Regions from separate parts of the Zea mays genome. Here all the other regions are linked to region 2. The links are chromatin contacts, called in public Hi-C maps. All regions are on one chromosome and are shown on one strand. Each heading gives the region's core, a stretch centred on a gene start, on an enhancer-like site or on the middle of the called end of the contact. The rest is flanking DNA. Distances are from core to core; before and after follow the strand shown. Region 1 holds the start of LOC100191796. Region 2 holds the start of LOC100277057. Region 3 holds the start of LOC100283745.

Region 1 (2,906 bases), core at 226-2,725, 400 kb before region 2:
GTCTCACCGAGAGTGTGAGACGGTGTCCAGCAGATGGGCGTGACTGGTTGGCCGTGCCCAGGCTCACTACCCACCACCACATGTATTGACCAGAGACGCGAGCATGCATTTGGTTGTCTCGAAACCGGCCTGCACCAACGCATACAAGCCCAGGCAATTTTTATCAACTCCGCGGGGAAGGGGCCTTCTCAGGCCGGCGGGGGCTTCTTGTCAAAACACATTGCATTTCCATCCAAACCAAACCAAACCAAAAGAAAGAAAGAAACAAAAAAAAAGAGAGAGAGAGAATAATTCCGGCCTCCTACACAGCCAGATATATACACGCACAAAATCCGAGACAACGATGATTATACTGATCTCCTTTGGCGACTCTCGCAGGACGCCGGCCGTCTTTTAGTTTTCGTTTCCTTTCTTCTCTACAAGAAAATATCTTTGGAGTCTGCAGCACATGTGTGTGCAGGAGGAAATTAGGTGCGAGGGAGCTTTCGTCGTACGCGCCTCTCTCTCTCTCTCTCTTTACATCTCTACACTACTAGTACTCCGTATCGACCAATCATTTCTTGCTATTCCGGCCTGTTTAATTTGTCTCATTAGTCATTAGTGCATCTCTCTCTCTCTCTCTCAATAATAATATATAATATAGGAGTACTGCTCGCTCTTAACTGGCTTCCGAGCTCGAGGAATAATGGAGCAAAGGCTCCGAGTCGTTGCGACACTACTGTCTGGAGTTTTAGTACTAGTGTAAATGGAACGGCGGCATGTGAGAAGGGCAAGGGCCTAATTTTGGTGGACGAGGAAATAAAAAAAGGATCCATGAATTCAAAAGGCCAAGGGGTGATTGCGACGCTAATCGTTATTGTTGTCATTTACATTTACGTTATTATTTCGTCGCCCAGAGAACATCTTAAACAGTATAACTGCCGGTAACAGTGACAGCAGCAGTAGAATAAGGCAGCTCAGCCTCGAATCCACTCCCATCGCTTTATGTGCTGCTGAGCTTGGTATTTTGGCGGCGTGGCGTCGTTGAGATCCAGGGTCCCCTTCATCCGGGAGCTCAACGAGGCAACCCAAACCAAAGCATGCATTAATTACTGAATTAGCATCCCAAAAAGCCATCCAACCAAAAGCAAAGCAAAGCAAAGCAAAATAGCAAAGCAGCGCCAAGGCAAGGCACCACGACGGTGGACTTGACAGTCGGCTTCGCTTCTCACTTGTCCCGCCTTTCCGCCGTCGTCTGTGGTCTGTCCTTGAAATGGGTGAGGGGGGGACATGACACGACGACGAAGATGGTGGGGGAGGAGGGTCGAGTCGAGCCCCCCCATATACTATACCATACGGACACGGACCCCTCGCCGTGAACAGTGGCGGCCTGGCCGGCTCACGTTTACGACCCCGTCGCGTCGTGCACCCACCAACACGCCACCGCTCCTCCTCCTCCTGCTACATTTACATTATTGGGGGCCTCTTCTCCATCCGCCACCTCTCGGCGCATCATCAGCTGTGCCTGTGAGCTCTCTCATTCACCGGCACCGCTGCTCTTGCTCTTGTGTTCGTAAGTAACTTCGCATTGCCTTGCCCCGCCCCCTTGTCCTGCTCCCTCCGGAGCTCCCCGCCTGCTCCATTTAATTACTGACTGACTCATACCCTTCCCCGCATTCGCCTTCTTGTTTCTTCCATCCCACCCGTACCAGCCGCCGGTCCCCAATGCCCAGGCAGGCAGCCCAGCACGGTGTGGTGGTCTGATCCGCGGCGGCGCGCCCGTCGCTCCCTCCGCGAATGGCTCCTCCAGCAGGGACAGGGGCAGGGACGGAGGGGAGGCCGGCGCGGCGGCGCGGCACCGGCACCAGCCCCGGACGCACCAAGGTGTGGGTCGAGCCGCCGGGCAAGAGCCACGGCCACCACCACCACCAGGCTCCGCCGCCCCCGTCCCCGCCCAAGAGGGTGGCCGTGGTCTACTACCTCTGCCGCAACCGCCACCTCGAGCACCCGCACTTCATCGAGGTGCCGCTCGCCGTACCGGAGGAAGGCCTCTACCTTCGAGGTCAGTCACTCAAGCCATCCCTACCTCCCTCAATTAAAGGCGCCGCCTCCCGGTTCCGGTGTGGCCGTTGGGGGTCCAACAAGTTCGCCATAAACTCGCTCGCCGTGCGTTCGTACGGACAACAACTATCTAGCTAGCTAGCTGACAGATGCGGTTCGTGTTGACGGTGGCGTTGCCGCTGCAGATGTGATGAACCGCCTCAACGTGCTGCGGGGGAAGGGCATGGCCTCCATGTATTCTTGGTCCTGCAAGAGGTATGTATTGTATACTCCGATCCTGCTGCACCGCACTCCACAATCGAATTCCAAAGTCCAGACCTTTATTGGTCTCATGCTCATCTCATCTCGGCCTCCGGCCTGCTGTGTCGGATCGGGGAACGGAACGTCAGGAGCTACAAGAACGGCTTCGTGTGGCACGACCTGTCCGACGACGACCTGGTGCTCCCCGCGCAGGGCAGCGAGTACATCCTCAAGGGCTCCGAGCTCCTCGACCGCTCGCCGCCGCCGCCGCCAGGTGTCGTATCTATCTCCACGACGAGCGACTGATTCATTCATTCGTTCATTCATTCTGTACGACCTGCTGTTCCTTTTAGACCAAAGCCATTCTGCTGTATGGCTATATGGCCTGTGAACGCTTTCACCAGATCTTGGTCCAATTCGCGCTCGTGCTTTCCTTGTTTCAGATCGGCAGCATGATGGCGGCGCTAGCAACCCGAATGTGGAGGAGAACCTCAAGCACCGCAAGGAAGAAGAGTCCCCGCAGTCTCGGGGCTCGCAGGAAGGGTGCTCGTCGTCGTCGTCTCCTTCCGCCTCCGCCGCTGGCAAGGAGATCTCGCCTCCGCCCGCCACTCCGCGGCCACAGCAGC
Region 2 (2,867 bases), core at 305-2,804:
CGGGGTGCACTTCATTTAGCAGCCCAGCCAAGAGTCATCAGTACTCACCATGTCGCGCGCGTTCGACGACTACTATATCAAGGATTGTGGCGTTATCTCGGCGCCGGAGATGAGCAGAGGAGGACCGACAACAATGACCACTCGCCATCGTCGGTGTAGCTTTTGTGTCGGCCTGTCTTTAATTCTCTTCGTAAACACACACTTGCCCTTTTGTTTAAGCAAGCGTATATGGTGGTGCGTGCCTGATGACTAACGATGTACTACGGAACTTCTACCGGCAGGTGTGACATGTGCTCTCCAATGATGAGACCATGCAAATCATGATATATATCGAAGTCTGCATGATACTGATGGTGCAATGTAGTAGTGAAACAACTAAATTAAAATAACAAAATTTATGTATGGCTAGGATCACAAATGGATTATGAAACATTTTCTTATAACAATATAAAAAACACATTTTATATATAAGATATCCTGATATTATATGTTTTCGTTGCAACGTACGGGTACTCACCTAGTATACTAGTATATATGCATGTGTTACATTGTGTGGTTAATTATCGATTAATCGCATTTAATAGATTTAAATCGTGAGATAGATAGATATGGTTTATATGATTACTTTTACAATTGGTATATATCCAAGATTACAAGAGACGGACCACCGGACGACCAGCAGGCAGCGGAGTCAGTGAGGAGTCAGCTTTTGTTTGGCCATCTGCGGCACGCCCATTCTTTCTCCGTCTCTGCCGCGCGGGGCCCCGGAAATCCTCTCTGGTTCCTTCAGGTGCCGCCGCTGCACGCCCATGTCGTCGTCTCCCTTGCCTGCGCCACTGTGCCTGTACCTACTAAACCTACTGCACGAAGCGGCAGCGGCAGTAATCCGGCCGTCTGCACGCAGCACGTCCCTTTCGTTTTTTTAGGAGGAGGAGGAGAAAAAGTATTTTGCCTAGTACTCGTGACCGCTGGTTGGGGTGGGAGGGAGGGAGGGAGTGGCGGTGGGGCAACAGCATGCCAGCGAGCGACTCACCGGCCATGGTCCGGTCAAGTTCGCCATGCCAGACGATCGCCTGAGCCTGGCCGATGAGCATGCTGTACTGTACCTGCTTCAGATGAGATGAGTGTTAAGACAGCCGCCGTCTGCCCCGTCCAAGGTGCTGACACTCCCATGAAGTCCTGCCCCGTCCAGTCCTCGTGGAAATAGGGGGGCTTGCATGTACAGGGACGCAATCCAATTCCATGGCTTATTCATTCAGTCAGTCAGTCAGTCAGAGTCATCAGAAGTCCTCTCTTTTTACAGTGCCCCACCCCCACTTGTGCAGGCAGCTGCTGCAGCAAGTACAGTACGCTGCTGCCCGAATCCGCATCGGGAGGAGCGGACGGAACGCCTGGGCCCACCCGTCACAGGCACACCTACTCCTCCCCTCCCTACTCTGCACGGCTTGGGATTTGCTTGGCGCACCCGCACCCGCAACTGCAAATCCCTCTCCCCACTCCCCAGCACCACCGCTCAACTCAACAAAGCCGAGCAGAGAAGAGCCGAACCGAGCCAAAACCAAAGCAAAGCAAACCCAGGGCGGCCAGCGGACGGAACCCAAGGCGAAAAGGAAGCCAGCGGAAGCAGCGAAAAGCCCACGCCACCTTCCAATCCCCCCCAAATTCCCTTGCATTCCATTCCCTTCTTCCCTTCCCACACACCTCCTCCTCCTCCTCCTCCGCGTCTCTTCCCCGGCCCCCACATCCGTCCCCCCCTCTCTCTCTCTTCGCCGGCCGCCATTGCGCTCCCGCATTGCGCCGGGTCCTACCAGTCCAGCGCGGGTCCGTGCCGGCGGCGGGCATGATGCCGCGGCGCGTGGCGTCGGTGCCGGTGCCCGACTGGCTGGAGGCGCTGCTGGCCACGCGCTTCTTCCTCGCCTGCGCCGCGCACCCGGCGTCCCCGCGCAACGAGTGCAACATGTTCTGCCTCGACTGCACGGGCGCGCCGCCGCCGCCGCCGCCGGCCTTCTGCTACTACTGCCGCGCGCACCGACACTCGTCGCACCGCGTCATCCAGGTATACCTGCCGTCGTCGTCCGGGGGAGGAGGGGGCGCGTTTCTTCTTCTTCCTCTCCCCTCCCCTCCCCCTACCTCCCTCCCTTACTCCGTCGACTGGCAATGCGGCCGGCCGGCTGCGCGAGAGCCAGCTAGCTAACCCCGATCTCCACGTTGCAGATAAGGCGGTCCTCCTACCACGACGTCGTCCGCGTGTCGGAGGTGGAGGACGTGCTCGACATCTCCGGCGTGCAGACCTACGTCATCAACAGCGCCCGGGTGCTCTTCCTCAACGAGAGGCCCCAGCCGCGCGGCGCCGGCGCGGCCGCGGGCAAGGCCGCCGCGTCCCCCTACAACTGCGAGATCTGCGGCCGCGCGCTGCTCGACCCCTTCCGCTTCTGCTCGCTCGGATGCAAGGTGTTGCCTTTTTTTTTCCTTTCCTGCGGTTGCCGATTGTTCCGCCCACCAACCCACCCGCCCTCCCGCTGTCCCGCATCGTTCATTCGTTGAATTCCCCACAAATAATGCACATGCCTCGCAAGAACACCAAAAGTTTGCGCCTTTCTTCATGAATCTTGTTTTGCTTTCTTGTCTTTGACATAAATAAAGAAAGAAATATAATGCCATGGCCATGGGGGTGAAACGAACGGCAATGCCAAGGAATTGGCGTCCATTGGGTTCGGTTCTGTTCAGTCACGCTTAATTCGCCGCCTTCCTTACACCTCACTAGCGCCTTTTTATGGCTTTTTTTTTTAAAAATTCGCGCAGCTGGTGGACACCAAGAGGAGCAACGGCCACGCGGCTAGTTCCGCGGACGGAGGCGGCGGCGGCGG
Region 3 (2,816 bases), core at 249-2,748, 290 kb before region 2:
CGCCACGAACACCGGGCCCCCACGGTCGATGCACCAGATCTGCACCGCGAACGCCACCCCGGACGCGATGAACCCCTGCAGGCATGCACAAGAACATCATCAGTCTAGCTTCCAAAAGGTTGTTGCTTCAGGGATCTGATGATCGATAAACAACTAATAATAATTAACCCAGCCACCAGCTTTTCAGTTCATAATAATACACTGAATGGAAAAAGGCCGGGCGTCATTTGCACACAGCTAGCTATAGCTATTAGCTTAGTGTTGTTGCGTGGTGCACCAGCACCACCACTTTTGCCGCGCGCGTCAGGAGGGCATGTGTGTCTCCCATTCTCTCTCTCTCTCTCTATATATATATTATTGTAATTAAGCTAATCAGTAGAGAGATATATACTGACGGCGTATAGGATGGTGAAGAGCTCGGATCCGGAGTGGAACTTCCAGGCCTCCGCGTCCCTCTCCATGAAGGCGGCGATGACGAGGAACTGGATGACACCGAAGAAGCAGGTGTAGGAGGTGACGGACAGCCGCGCCGGGTACTTCTTCAGCACGGGAGCCTGCAGCACCAGCCAGCCCGACCACGACAGGCAGTGCCCGATCAGGTACACGCACCCCAGCGTCCAGTTCTTGTCGCCGCCCACCGCCGCCAGCTCGAGGCCGCCGCCGCCGCCGCTGCCGCTGGGACCGAAGATGGTGGGGCCCTTGTAGAGCGTGATGACGGACGCACCCGCCACGCACGCCAGCGTGCCCGCCACCTTGGCCACGCCGTCGCGGCGGTCCAGCCGGACCTTCTCGATCCGCAGCGCCGCGGCCATGGCGAAGGTGATGGCCGGGACCGAGTTCTGGATGGCGGACGCGAACGTCGGCGACGTGTTGTCCAGGCCCAGAAGGTAGAACCCTTGGTTCGCCGTGATGCTGTGGGATGTGACAACTATATTAATATTGTAGACTAGGCTAGGATTTATCAGTCATGCATGGTCATGTGGTGCATGCATTCTTACCCGCAGAGCGCGAGAAGGAAGAACTGGACGACGAAGTTGAGGGTCAGCTGCGGCCTGTCCTTCCTGCAGCAGGCAGTTCATGCATTGCATACACATCATCATCATCAGCGAACACAACACAACACAACACAACGCATGCATGCATCATTCCAGCTAGCCTAGCATACTTCTCCAGAAAGTAGGCGAAGGGCACGAGCAGGCAGAGCGCGATGATGTTGCGGTAGACGGGGAAGACGAGCTTGCTGATGCCCATGTTGAGCGCCAGCCGCGACACCACGTGGAAGCCCGCGTAGCCGAACTGCAGCAGCAGCATCGCCACGTGCAGCTGCGCCTTCTCCGGCATGCCGCACACCCGACGCCCCTCCCCTGAATCTGCCATTGTTGCTTGCCTGGCAGGCCGGCCAGCGCGCGACGCCCGGTTGGCCGAGGCACCGAGCTAGCTAGCTAGACCGAGAAGCAGAAGAATCAGAGAGAGGAGAGGGAACTACTCGACCAAGAGCACGGAGAGTGGGGAGTCACTGAGCTCGGAGGGGTCGCTATATAAGGATTAAGGGCAGCCGGGCGGAGTGCCAGCCAGCACAGCGTGAGAGTGGAGTAGCGACCGAGCGAGAGCGAGTGATGTTGTACTGTGGGCTAGTACATTCTACTGCATACTGCATCTAGGCCCCACGGTTGGAGCGACAAAAGAGAGAGAAAAGAGAGGGACGTGGCACTCCAACTGTCACTGTTTTTCTCCGATCCATCAGGGTCCATGAGTTGGGTGAAAACTAGTTAATTTTACACATCACTTCACCTCTCTCTCTCTCTCTCTCTGTATATAATAACATGAATTAGTGAATACGATTGCAATCAAAGAAAACTAAATAGACATAAATCACTACCGAAAACAGCTTCTTTGTCGAGTGTCTGAAGCATTCGGCAAAGACTGAAAAACGCTCGTTGAAGGCTTTGCTGATTGTGACACTCGACACCCGAAGTCTCGGTGAACTGTACATCGGCAACGGCTTCTTTGCCGTATACTTTTTGTCGGGCACTCGGCAAAAAAAGTCGTCGTCACAGCGCCAGGTGACGGCGACAGAGACTGTGACGAGTGCCACGGTGACACTCATCAAAGGCTCACTCTTTGCCGAGTTTCTACTGTACTGATACTCGGCAAAGAAGCTCCCCATGAACCCCTTTGCTAGTCACTTTGCCGAGCGTATTAGGTGGCACTCGGCAAAGACTGCCTCTTTGTCGAGTGCCCGCCGGACTAGCACTCGGCAAAGGGATCTCCAGCAGGCCACCCGCTCCGCCATCATCCTCGCCTCCATCTCCTGTTGTTCCCTCCTCTCTTCTTCTAGCTGGACTTGTAATATTTCACCCCAATGTTATAATAACTCAAAGAGAAGGTGTATAACTCAAGGAATGACCAATTACAGAAGCACTAACCTAGAGCTTCCGTGATTCCGAGATCTGCCACTGTTTATAGCCCAACCAGCCCACATAGCTGTTGGAAAGAAGTGTGGAAAATTGCACTTTACTGCGTTGCACCGGACCTTGCACACTAGTGGTCCAGTGCGCCACCGAACTGTTGTCAAACTGTGCTGACAGGGAGCTGTTCTAATGGACAAGTCATGTCAGGGGCACTGGACTGGGCCGGCGTGCCGCCGAACCTCGGCCACGTCAGCAGAGCCATTATAGTTGGAGATGACTATTGAACTATCAGACGGCCCGGTGCGCTAGCACCTCTTTGTCTCAAAAACATCCCATCTATAAAACTGGTCCGATGATACATTGGACAGGACCGGTGCGCTAGCTGCTCAAAACTAGTTTCCAACC

The links. Hi-C and Micro-C count contacts between places; a contact is called where the count stands out from the background.
Region 1: a Hi-C map of leaf shows a contact between it and region 2, with 7 times the contacts expected there. The contact joins the promoter of LOC100191796 here to the promoter of LOC100277057 in region 2. A contact is called at or near these places in 3 of 25 Hi-C or Micro-C datasets (ear, leaf and tassel).
Region 3: a contact with region 2 is called in a Hi-C map of tassel, with 2.8 times the contacts expected there. The contact joins the promoter of LOC100283745 here to the promoter of LOC100277057 in region 2. A contact is called at or near these places in 2 of 25 Hi-C or Micro-C datasets (ear and tassel).

Annotation. Positions count from the first base shown.
Region 1 is chr1:208,348,478-208,351,383 of Zm-B73-REFERENCE-NAM-5.0, forward strand. LOC100191796 reads left to right here and starts at 1,476. Exons shown (of 7, transcript NM_001137221.3): 1 at 1,476-1,552; 2 at 1,692-2,041; 3 at 2,226-2,295; 4 at 2,430-2,554; 5 at 2,724-2,906. The coding sequence starts at 1,777.
Region 2 is chr1:208,748,699-208,751,565 of Zm-B73-REFERENCE-NAM-5.0, forward strand. It overlaps LOC100277057, which reads left to right and starts at 1,555. Exons shown (of 3, transcript NM_001371585.1): 1 at 1,555-2,056; 2 at 2,215-2,451; 3 at 2,803-2,867. The coding sequence starts at 1,841.
Region 3 is chr1:208,457,645-208,460,460 of Zm-B73-REFERENCE-NAM-5.0, forward strand. LOC100283745 reads right to left here and starts at 1,499. Exons shown (of 4, transcript NM_001371962.1): 1 at 1,166-1,499; 2 at 999-1,061; 3 at 396-912; 4 at 1-75. The coding sequence starts at 1,377.